Linked DNA regions of Mus musculus: region 2 is linked to region 1. Evidence: chromatin contacts called from public Hi-C data. All regions are on one chromosome and are shown on one strand. Each heading gives the region's core, a stretch centred on a gene start, on an enhancer-like site or on the middle of the called end of the contact. The rest is flanking DNA. Distances are from core to core; before and after follow the strand shown. Region 1 overlaps Thsd4 (thrombospondin, type I, domain containing 4). Region 2 overlaps Thsd4 (thrombospondin, type I, domain containing 4).

Region 1 (6,147 bases), core at 109-2,608:
CTCAAGTGGGTCATAGTGTGGGCTCAGCCTCGGCCTGCAGCAATTACGGGCCACATTTGGCAGAGTGAGGAAGATGGGAGTGGGGAGAATTAGAATCAATTAGATGTGAAGCATGAACGAAGAGCCAGGGAAACCATCACTGACTGGGGAGACACTAGGTCAGTGACCAAGAGAAAGTGAGTATGGGAGAGAAAACGATGTGTACAGTTTGGGACGGCGTTTATTAAATGGGCAGGGAGATTCTAGCAGGTGATGGGAAACACAGTGCCACCACTCGGGGTCATCTCTCCAGTGTGTATAGTTGATACTGCCCAAGTCATAGCTCAGCGTGGGGAACTAGAGGCTCCAGAACTCACTGTGTGTGCACTGTGTGGGGAGCATCTGCCTTCCTACAATCCCATAGCAACTGCAGGAGAGAGGGACCAAGGATTAGGTCAGAGACGAGACCAAGGTCAGAGATAAAAGAGATTCAAGAAAGGGCAGCTTAAGTCTTAGCACCAGTGGTTAAGATCAGATATGGTGCCTGGGCAAAGAGGCAGATGGATCCAGCCAGAGAGCAGGGACAAGGCAAGGTACAGGGGAATGCTATCCAGGATGCATGACAACAGAGGAGGGGAAAGATTTAAGAGTCCCAGGCCCAAGGCAAGACACAGTTCCCTTTCCCTTTTTAAGGGGGGGTCGGGGGGGGGGGATGGGGAGCTGGCTGTGAGAAGGTTGGAGGTGGGAGAGAATGGGATGCATGACAGAAGATAACCCCGTGGAGGCTGGAGAGATCAAAGCTGAGGTCATGACCTGTTGACAGTTGGAATTTACATTTTTGTGGAAAATCCTCCAGAGGGATCCACCCAAAACCCCCAAGAGTCAGGCCATGCAGCAGCTGACAAGCAGGCTGTTGATTTGGAGCAGCCAAACCAGCTGGTGGTCTGGGGGGAGGGGGGCTAAAGGAAGATGGACTACGGGGTAAGGTTTGCTCGGAAGGACAGATTCCATAATCAAACTTAAGCACACTAAGCCACGCATCAAATGCATGATTTCTCTCCTGATGCTGAACTTCGGCTTCCAAATATTTTAATTAAACCAACATGTAAACATTGTAGATATCAAAAGAGCAGGGGCGTCATTAATTGAGGAGCCAAGACAACTGGCCCTTTATCCCCACAGATCACTCCCTCTGAAGTTCCAGGCCCTGTGACAGGCATTCTGACATCACTCCATGATCAGAGCCCTGGGTTTAAACCCAGTTTGGTTTGTATCCTGTCACAGGCTTCTTTCTTATCTCTTGGGCCCTTTTGAAACAAGCAGTTATCAGATCAACATTTAGCTTAGTGGCCTCGGGTTGAATAGGTAATTTCCACCCTGACTCATCGGCTTCTAAGAATTCAAGCCAAGATTCCAGGCTGGCTTTTAGTAATAAATACTGTGATTAGCGTCTAACCAGGCGAGCTAACATTTTGCTTGGAGAAAGCATCATTTTCCCAAACAAATGTCTTTCAAATAAGAACGATTTCATGGTGTCAGTTCCCAACATGATTCTTTTCAGTGCTTAGGAATAACCAGTGGGTTGTATAAGAAACGTTCTTGGTGCCTTTAAAATCCAGTTTTCTCCTGGGGTTTTATTTCTGCTGTAGAAGCTCCGGTCTTACAGGGACATATGGCTTCTCGTTGAAGTTTTGTGGTAGTCCTCCCGAGCCTTCTTCCAGTCACTATTCATGAATTTATTTATTGGTGTGTATCTATGTGTGTGTGTGTCTTTGTGTGTCTGTGCATGTATATCTCTGTATGTGTGTCTGTCTTTCCCTGTATATCTTTGTGTGTATCTGCATCTTCTGTCAGTGTGTGTGTGTCTATGTGTGTATATCTGTTTGTCTGTGTGTGTCAGTGTCTGCTTGTGTGTCTGCGGTTGTATCTGTGTATAACTTTGTGTGTGTGTGCATGTGTGTCTTGTGTGTCTCTGCATGTGTGTCTGTGTGTGTGTGTCTGTATGTGTTTGTATATGTGTCTGCTTGTGAGTCTGCAGTTGTATCTGTGTATATCTGTGTGTCTTTGTGTGTGTGTGTGTATGTGCATGCATGTCTTGTATATCTCTGCATGTGTGTCTGTGTGTGCTTGTGTATGTGTCTGTAGTTGTATCTATGAGTGTGTTCATGTGTGCATGTGTGTCTTGTGTGCCTCTCCATGTGTGTTTGTGTGTATGTGTGTGTGTGTGCATGTATGTGGAGGCTGGGGGAAGACATTGGGTGTCCTGCTCTGTCATTTTCTGCCTTATTCCCTTGAGGCAAGATATCTCACTAAACCTGGAGCCATGTAGGTGACCAGCAAGCAACAGCCACCCTCCTGTCCCTGCTTCCCCTTAGTGCTGAGGTTACCAGCATGTGCACCGATGGCCAGTTTTTCACATAGATGCTGTCACTCAGACTCGGGGCCACAAGCTCACACAGCAAGCGCTCTCACCCACCGGGCTCTCTCCCCAGATCTCTTCGTGTCAGTTTTGCCTGGCCCAATACTGTTGGCACAAGACAGAAGCAGAGCCCAGGGCTATAGCACCTAAGGTGGCTGTCTGTGAGAGAATGTCTCCAGAGATGTACCCAGAGAGCTCAAATCCAACGTAGGTAAAAGTTGTAACAGTGATAAAACATGGCTTCTAGATTGTGAGTTGCTGGGGTTTGTGCTAGTGTGGGTTGTTGTTGAGGTTTTTGCTTTTTTTTTTTTTTTTCCTGATTTGAAGTCCAGAAGCAGAGGTGGGCATTGTATGGTGGTGCATGCCTTTAATCCCAGGAGCCTTTCTATGAGTTCCAGGCCAACTTGATCTACATAGCAGGTCCCAGGTTGGCCAGGGCTAATGAGACTCTGCTGAAAGAGGAGGGGAGGGAGACAAGGGACCTACAGACTGCACCCCTCCTCATTGGCTGTACCTGGGATGGGCCAGGCTCAGGATCTTGCAAGTGAGTGTCACACCTTTGGCCCAGTGCTAAATAAGAGAAATTAAGGCTTGTGATGAGAGCATGGAGGGAGGGAGCCCCAGAGACATTCCTAATGTGCAGCAAGAAACAATGTCCACCTCAGAGCTGAGCCGGAATCTGAAAGTTTCTGTGAAGAGTGCTTGCTAATGATTTTTCAAGTCTGAGGGAAAAATCAAGAAAGGAGCTAGGAGAAGATGGCACAGACAGGAAGGCCTCCAGTGTGGGATACGTTTTGATTTTTGCCAAGCAGGTTGCTATAAATTTGTGTGTGTGTGTGTGTGTGTGTGTGTGTGTGTGTGTGTGTGTGTTGCATGCATATGTGTGTGACCACATGGCAACCTTTCTCCACAGATGTTTTTAAGTAACCACATAATTCTGTCAGCATCTAGACAGGGGCCTTCCCTGCTGCCCTGAACCCTGGCCTGTTCCCTCAGCACTGTGGTATTGCCTCCTGCCCTGTGGTTGTCCAGCTACACACAACTGTGCCTGGGTGGCCCTGGAGTGCTGCCATGTCAAACACCGGCACTAGCTAGAGGTTTCAAGTTCTGTGAGGTCCCGTCACCAGCCTACTTTGGACAACACAGTTCATGGGTGGCTCTGAGGCCTTGTATGAGGACCGCTAAAAGGAGCTTTGGGTCACATCCCCAGCTTCTGTGGCTTAGGGTATATGGCTGTATTTTAAATTCAGTTCCTTCACCTGAAAATGAGAATTGGAAGGTGGAGGGCTGAGGGGAAATATGTGTGTGGGTTTAGTTTGTAAACCATTAAATGCCACACAGTGGAAAAGGAGGAGTCTGCAGGCTCTACTAATTTGATTTTCTGGTTATTGCTAAGCCTCAGTCAGAAACTGTCGGAATTCAAAACTGGGGGGTAGGGAGTTGTAGAGGTACCTGTGTGAAAACAAGGCTTACCACACATGGGCCGAGGAAGCTGCAGCAGTGGAAGTAGTACACAGAACAAGTTTCATCTTGGTGTGTTGGGAAGCAGGGAAGCAAGCCAGTCTCCAGAAAGAGGCCAGCCAGGCGCTAGGGAGCAGAGGACACTTGTGGGGGAGAAACAGGGTAATTACTGGGAGGGGAAGACTGTGAAACGCTCTGCTGAAGGCTGGGTGGGGAGAGGTTGGGATGGGCACTCTAAACGTATGGGTCTCAGCTCTCCTGAAGCAACGGGATCGAACTTTACTCCAAACTGGAACCACCTTGGAAACTTCGATACCTCCAGTGGCCCCGCCTACACCTCCAAATTAATTAAATCAGAAACTCTGCAGATAGGATCCAAGCTTTAGTATATACATTTTGATAACTCACCAGGTACTTGACACAGGCAGGCAAGATTGAGAAGCAATGACCTACTTAAGGTCTGGTTACACATAGCCTAGCAAAGGGTTAAGATGCTGAAGACAGAAGGAGTCATTTAGAGCCAGAGTGGATGACACCTAGTGATGGTGAACTTGAGCCTGATACCCATTGTCATACCAAAGTCAATAGTCCTCAAGGTCTTTCCCTTGAGGTAGGGTTACTGAAGCAATTCCCTGATGTGGAAGCTGTCAAGTTTCTTTGGCTCCAAGGAACAAAGAAGGAAATGTCACCCCCACCCTCACCCCCACTCCATTCTCTTCTCCATGATGACCTGTAAGGACATTGCTTGGAAATCTTGAAACTTGCTGAAAAAAATTTCACAAACTTAACTAAAGAAAAAAAAAATCTCTGAGGAACTCAGCTTTGAAAACCACTAAGAAAGAAAATGGAGTCTCCCCAGAGATGAATCCTATACTCAGCCACTTCCTGTTGGAATCTTGATTATTTGGGTGAACTGAAGCAGCCAACGCCAGGAGGAGGAGAGCCAAGCTAAATGACTGCAGACTGGAGCTGCTTGTTAGCTGGGAACAGTAGTGGCATCAGCTGGACTGTGGCTGACCCATTGCCCTAGAAACTAGACCCAGGTCAATCTCTGCTATTGGTGCCACATGTAGATATAGGAGCTACCCTTTCTGGCTCACTGTGTGCCGCAGAGAGAGCATTGCAAGGCCCTTTGCTTGATAATCTCCCTGATTTCGATCCATTGGCTGAGTGTTCCCCCGGATTGAGCTATGCAGAGAGAGATTCCCCATATACACCCATTCATCATAGGCATAGATTGTCTTCTTCTGGTGTGTGTGTGCGTTCACATGAACATGTATGTGGAAGAGTGTGTGACTGTCATGAATGTATATGTATATGTATATGTATATGTATATGTATATGTATATGTATATGTATATGTATAGAACAACCTTAACTGTTATTTCTCAAGTGCTGTTTGCCTTGGTTTCTAAAACAGAGCCTCTTGTTGACCTGGAAATCATTAAGAAGGCTGGGCTGACTGGCCGGTGAACTCTGGGCATCCACATATCTCTGCCTCCCTGGTACTGGGGTCACAAGGGCACATCACCAGGCCTGACAGTCTTTTCCTTTTGACATGGGTTCTGAGGGGTCATAATCAGGTCACATTCACCTCACACCCTCACCACCATTGTCCTTTTTTTTTTTTTTTCCCACTAGGATAGTATTTATTTTTCATTGGCAAAAAAGTTCAAATGCTACATTTTTAAAAATCTCAAGGCAATTGAAAGCATCACAGGAGACATCTGGCAATGGCACAAAACATCCTACAAGAGTTTTGTTTTTTTTAATACACAAGTTAGCTTAAAAAGACAGAAGTTCTGTGAGAACTAAGACATCTATAGCTTGTAGTTTAAGAACAGAAAAAAAAAATAAGACAAAAGATTAACAGCATCCAGCATTTTGCTTAATTTCCTGTTCATAGCTCCTATTTCTCTAGATTATAGTATGATTATGCTAAAACCTATGGCATATGTGGTGTACTGCAGTGGGCCTGCCGCTTCCCTCCACAGCAGTCTCTGCCATTGTGAGAATATTCTTCTGACACAAAGAGAACATGGAAGAACTGGGGAGCAACTGAGAAACTGGGTGCAGGACTATAACTCCGTTTCTCAGGACTGGGTGCTGCCCGGGCAGCACGGCATGTCTCAAAGTACTAGGATGGAGAGAGCTTCCTTTCCACGGATGTGTGAAAGACAACAACTGGCTTGACAGTCAGTCAGTTCCTTACAAGTGTCTTTAAGAATTGTTTGGTTTGCGGTAGGAAACATAAAATCCAAATAAACTACTGGGATAAACTAGGTTTG
Region 2 (6,041 bases), core at 1,117-3,616, 210 kb before region 1:
CTCACTTAAGGTTAAAAGTAGAAAGAAGCTACACATAGCATCAAAGTGGTACCACAGTGGGATGGGGCCCTGACAGTGGACAGTTCTCCATCATGGCAGTGAGCAGCCTAAGGGAGATACGGATATTAAACTCAGATGAAATTAAAGGCAGAAACAGGGAAGGAGAGTTTGGACTTGAGACAAATACATCCAGCAGTGTGTCTGAAAACTCAAGGGAATAGTGTGCCTGTCACCACTGCAGGGCCTCAAGTGCCACCAAACAGCTGGAGTAGAAGACAAGCACGGGGTGGGGTGGGGAGCTTACCCTGCCAGGGCTCTGCAGGAGGCAGCGAGACACCCATTCTTGTTCTCATTTCCACCCGGCAGAGCTGTGCCTGCACAGTGAAAACCGGGGCTAGCAGAACAGGCGGCCATCAGGAAGCACACTGAGCCCGGGCCCAGAACATTCCAGTTCACATCCAACTTTGCTGCCGTGTAGACAAGCAGTTTCTGGTCCCAGAACATCTGAGATGGAACCAGTCATTCCTGCACCGAATGTAGTGTAAGAAGTAGGACTTAGCCACATGTTGGAGTCCGTGAGCTAGCACATATTCATAAGTGAGCTAAGTCGCTCATAGCCCCCTTTCTCTACCTGACAGATGTAATGTAGACAAGGGCACGAGGCAGGGAGGCCACTTCTTCTTTAAGTCAGTTGTCAGTTTCTGACTTCCAGATCTCTTCCGTGCTGACTCGTGCTCTTGGATACCCTGCACTCTCAGGGGTCTTCCTTCCTGCTCAAAAGTCCCTTCCTTTCCACTCTCTGACTGTTTCCTTGGGTGGAATCAGAGTGTGGGCCAGTGTATCCTGGGAAACCTTAAGGTACTAGGATCACAGAGAAAGGGTGTCAGTCCTGACTCTTTTCTGCAGGCTCTTGTTGGCCATAGTGTTATGGAATATGCCCATGGCTTTAGGCAACACTTCTGCCCTTACCTCATTTCTCTCAGCCATGGTCTCTGTAACTAGGTATGTTCACAGTGGATGGCTGGCAGTCTCCAGTCTTCCCTCCTGCCTCTTCCTGCTCGTCAATCTCTCCTTCTGCTTTTTTTAATCTCTGAATCCCTGTGCCTCCCCTTCTTCTACTCTCAAAAAGATGCATTTCATACATCAAAGATGCTCTTCAATTGGATGGTATTTTGATAGGAAGCCCTGAGCAAGCTATTTAGGTTAAATGTTCTTTTAAGAAAAGATACTGGAGGGGCTGCAAAGATGGTTTTGAGGTTAAGAGCACTGCCTGCTCTTCTAGTGGACCTAAAATCAACTACCAGCACCCACATGGCAGCCAGGACTAGGGGCATCTGATACCCTCTTCTGTTTTCTTTGAGTACCAGGCATGTATGTGGTACATACACATACATGCAGGTAAAACATCCACATATAAAATAATAAGATAAACTTTAAAAAGAAAGAAAAGACACCAGAGTTTTCTCTGCTTTCTGCCTCCCCACTCACACCCACTGAACATCCTTGCTACTCAGTGACTGTTTTCTACAGTTTGAACTGAGGGACAGCTATGAGTCTGGGTACCATAAAAACAGCTAAGCCATGGTGGTCTGTATGTGGATGACTGCTTTCCTGATCCAGAAAGAGGGAAGTGCATGCAATTGAGGCAGTTGCTCCCATCAGACTCTTAATGGATACACACATTTTAATAATTAACACCAGGGTTAGGACAGGGGCTGAGCAAGTCAGAACACTTGCTGTACTGTGCAAGTACAAAGTCCTGAGTTCAGACCTGTAGCACTCATGGGGAAAAGCCAGGCGTGGCCAAGAATATACCAGGAACCGCAGCACTGTTGGGAGTGGAGATGGGAAGATTGCTGGGCTTCTTGGCCCACTAACCTAGCTCAAGGTTCCATGTGAAACCCTGACTCAAGGAAAAACCTAGCAGACCATGGCATCCAGTGTTCTCTGTCCTCCCACATATGTATGGGCATGTGCCCCTGAACACATGTGAACATACCACACACACACACACACCATGAAAGATACAGGGTGAAGGTTCATTAGAACAAAGGCATCCCATGGAAAATAGCTCAGCAGAAGTGTGTGTTTAAAACTCTCCTTTCTGCTCCTCTAGGACAGGAGTTTGAAGAAAAAAAGAAAGAGGAATATGGTTTAATGCTCAATTCAAACAAGGCAGTGAGTATGTTGATGTAACTGGATAGCTTTGAAAGGGAGGGTGAGATCAGCCCTGGCCTGGGTCTGGGAGCCTGGCTGCCAAAGAGAGGGGCAGCCTGGCCTCCCTCCCAGCCATGAGGCTCCAGGGCCTGAGGAGCCCAGGCCCCACGAGTGACACCTCGCTCTTCAGACACTCTAATTTATAGTTAACGCCTTTTAAGCAAACAAGAGGGAGGGAAAGAAATCTGGTTCATATTACAGCAACGGCAGTAAAGGGAAGTCTGGGAGTTCAAAGGAAAAATGTCCCAGGAAAAGCTCGGCTGTTAAAATTCGTTTGGAGTGGCCCGGAAGGTGATTGGAAATTAAAATGAAGGCTTTCTCCACATGTCTCTGTCTCTGTCTCTGTCTCTGTCTCTGTCTCTCTCTCTGATCAGCAATCCTTGGCACTCAGTTCATGCCAGAGAACAACCAAATAAATTCAAATCCATTGCTAAGACTTAGTCCGTTGGAATAACTAAGTTCCCCAAAACTCACTTAAAGGGACAGAGAAGAGAGGTGTGTGTTCTCTTTCAAGCCAGACCCCTTTGGACCCTCCGTGGTAAGGTGTCTTCTCTTTACCCACACAAAGCTTTTCCACTTCTGTTCCCTGGGTGAGCTTGCTGGGGAGGCTGTGTACTGGGAGAGGAGAAAGCTCTAACTGAAGCCTTGGCTGCTGGAGGGAGGAACGTGTTCACCAGCAGCACCACGGAAGCAAAGGTGCAAGCTGTATGAACCTCTGTGGAGCTAGCATTTCTAATGCTGCTACTAAACACCATGTATGGAAGGAAGTCAGGACAGGAACTCAAACAAGACAGGAACCTGCAGGCAGGGACTGAAGTGGTGGCCATGGAGGAGAGCTGCTTACTGGCTTGTTCCCCATGGTTTTCTCAGCTTGCTTCCTTATAGAACCTAAGACCAGCAGTCCACTGATGACACCTTGCCAATGGACTGGGCTGAGCCCCCTACCTCACCAATCACTAATGAAGAAAATGCCTTACAGCTACATCTTCTGGAGGCATTCTCTCCACTGAGGTTCCTTCCTTTCAGATAACTCTAGCTTGTATTGAGTTGACATAAAACTAGCCATTCCGGCATCACAGTAAGGGGCTTATCATTTAGACCTAGGGACGGTGTCTTGTGTTTCAGTGATGTGCTGCTTTGGAGGAGAGCATGGGGAGGTAGCACCCAGCTTTCCTGTAGGTCACTTGCTTCCTAGATGGGAGGAGCCTCTGTCTTTTTTTGTTGTTGTTGTTGGTTTTTTTTTTTTTTTTTTTTCCGAGACAGGGTTACTCTGTATAGCCCTGGCTGTCCTGGAACTCACTCTGTAGACCAGGCTGGCCTTGAACTCAGAGATCTGCCTGCCTCTGCCTCCCGAGTGCTGGGATTAAAGGTGTGTGCCGCAGCTCATCTCTTCAGCTAGGTCCATTTTATCAGTATCTATTCCTTTTGTTATGACAAAATACTGGGCAAAGCAACTTAAGGAAGGACAGATGTATTTCTGCTCATAGTTACAGTGGCAGCGAAAGCATGGTATGGAGAGCTTGAGACAGGTAGTCTCATGGTGTCCCTTTATGTTCTAGCCTAGGGGATGGTGCTGCCCACATGTAGTGTGGGTCTTCCCACCTCAGTTGACCCAGTCTAGAAACTCCATCACAGACATGCCTAGAGCTTGCTTTCGGTGTTGATTCTAAGTCATGTCCCATCCATTTAGCCGCAAGCCTCATCCCTAGCCCTAGGAGTTTTCCTTCAATTTCAGAAATCAGGCCATAATACGTTGCTGTTGTCCTTGGCAGCCTGCTCCCTTCCCTGGTGTAAACATGAATTGGGGTATAACTCATATGGACTGTAATTTGGATAAGAGGCAAAGAGCAGAAATTTGGCTGAAGTAGACCCTGAAAGAGAAGCAGGAAGTGTCAAAGGCACTGTAGGTGTCTTCACACTTGTGGCTCTGGACTGAGGCAAGCGGCTAGCCAGGCCTTGTGCTTCCCTGACACTTGTTTCTTTTGAGCAACAGAAGCTGTTGTTGACTCCTCCCACCCTCAGTGAGCTTGGTTTCTTTTCTTTGTGAGCCTGCCAGAGTCACATGTCCACTTCAGCCCAGTTGGACAGACCCACTGGCCTTTTAGCCTGATCTACCTTTTGCAAAGTAAGGCCAGGCTGACTTCCTTACTCAGGACCCCTGGGAGGGTGGCAATGCTATTTTGTAGTTTCCTGTGCATAGGAGGAAGGCCTGCTTTTACCCTCTCTGACCTCCTGTGGCTTACTTTTGGGTTACTTAAATAAATAGATTGGAAACGTTCCCTATTAGCCACCTCAAGCGCCCAAGGCAGGAAGGCAGCAGCGGGGCTTGCTCATCTAATTTTCCACCCTGTGTATTCCCCTCCCCCACACTGTGGCTGTTCTAGGCCTGTGAAATTTATTCTTCTTCCAGAGAGAATTTTTGCCCACAGAAAAAGGCTCCACCAGAATATATTGGTGAAATAACCAGGCATGGTGGACATATACTTTTAATCCAAGCACGCGCTTTTGGGGGCAGAGGCAGAGGGAGAGGGATCTCTGTGAGGTGGATGCTAGCTAGGGCTTCAGGTCACCAGCCTTGGTAAGATAGTAAAGATGCTAAAAGGCAATGCTCCCTGCAGGAAAACAAAAGAAAGCAAACAAACAAACCCTTTCCTCATCACAGGCTGTGACAGCAGTTTCATGCTGTGAGCACATTACTGGGCCAGCTCACCCAACTCCAGAACACGCTTATAAGGAACTCTGTGTCATAATCCTAATTTATTTCATAGTGGGGAATCCCCAGTGCACAGCAGTTTATCTAAGGTCTTGAACCGAGTAGATGGCTGGCAAAGAGGCTTCCAAGTCTGGGAGCAACACCCCAATACTGTGCAACTTTGGAACAAGAATTTTGTGACATTGATTCACAAGGAGATAGTTTGTTCGTCTTGTTACACATCTTTGTTCAAATCCTTGGGATTTGGAGCTTAAAAGGGTTATTTAGTTTTAGTCTTTATTTTTGTATATTTATAGTAATACTATTTATTATAGGCAACATACTTCCCTTTCTAAGCATCAGTGTTCTTATGCATTTGGAAAAGGACTGTGTTAGGTCTGTCTGCAGCATTGAATATGAAATGCCCCACACAGACCAGCATGCCCCGAGAGGCACTTAATAAGTGTTCACTGACTTCTGAACGTGCAGAAGTCACCCGTAGCAGCACGGTATCCACCTCTGGGAGCTGTTATTAAACTCAAAGAAAGCAAGACGCCAAAAGAAGTCTGTGAGCAGCACCACGTAATTGGCCTCTCAAAACAGTAGACACCCTGAAACTCTCTACGAGAGAAATAAACATAGAAATTTTGTTCACCTTTAGATGCTATGAGAAAAAAAATTATGACATTTATGGTACCAGGAGGGAGTCATTCTTTGTCACCCTTGGTCATTATGACTTTGTGTTTTAAGCTTTCATATGGAATCGTCTTAAACTTTTTATCACATTTATCTATTTGGGGTGTGAGCACATACATTTGTGCATGTGTGTGGGCATGCACTTAGCATAGCATGTACATGCAGTGGTGCACACTTGTAGAAGAAACAACTTGCAGGAATTGTTTTTCTCCTTCTACCATGCAGGCCCCAAGGGGCTGAGCTCAGGCCGCCAGGCCTTGTGGCAAGCATAATTTACCCACCAGCCCATCTTGTCAGCCCAGACAGTTTTCTTTTAAATAAAGCTGATTCTTTAAGAACATTGTTTCTGTTATTCCCTTGCAAAGGCACTCTGTATAAATAAGCAGTCATGACTTCTTTCTGAAAACATTTGAGGAAAGAGGTCACACTTTACAGC

Evidence for each region. A called contact is a pair of places that touch in the nucleus more often than the background predicts.
Region 2: a contact with region 1 is called in a Hi-C map of muscle stem cells, with 2.2 times the contacts expected there. The contact joins two enhancer-like sites. A contact is called at or near these places in 11 of 484 Hi-C or Micro-C datasets (cerebral cortex, cortical neurons, embryonic fibroblasts and 6 more) and 1 of 115 datasets of contacts at active chromatin or transcription factors (a colorectal cancer cell line).

What each region holds. Positions count from the first base shown.
Region 1 is chr9:60,019,857-60,026,003 of GRCm38.p6, reverse strand. The region is part of intron 8 of Thsd4 (thrombospondin, type I, domain containing 4); the gene reads left to right. Among named protein-coding and RNA genes, the nearest start is that of Gm7616, 72 kb to the right of the region's middle. Within about 2 kb of position 1,358, at least 39 of the 459 cell types and tissues checked have an H3K27ac peak or open chromatin away from gene starts, as enhancers often do. A contact at or near this core is called in muscle stem cells, where this site is marked.
Region 2 is chr9:60,230,691-60,236,731 of GRCm38.p6, reverse strand. The region is part of intron 7 of Thsd4 (thrombospondin, type I, domain containing 4); the gene reads left to right. Among named protein-coding and RNA genes, the nearest start is that of 2010001M07Rik, 100 kb to the left of the region's middle. Within about 2 kb of position 2,366, at least 60 of the 459 cell types and tissues checked have an H3K27ac peak or open chromatin away from gene starts, as enhancers often do. A contact at or near this core is called in muscle stem cells, where this site is marked.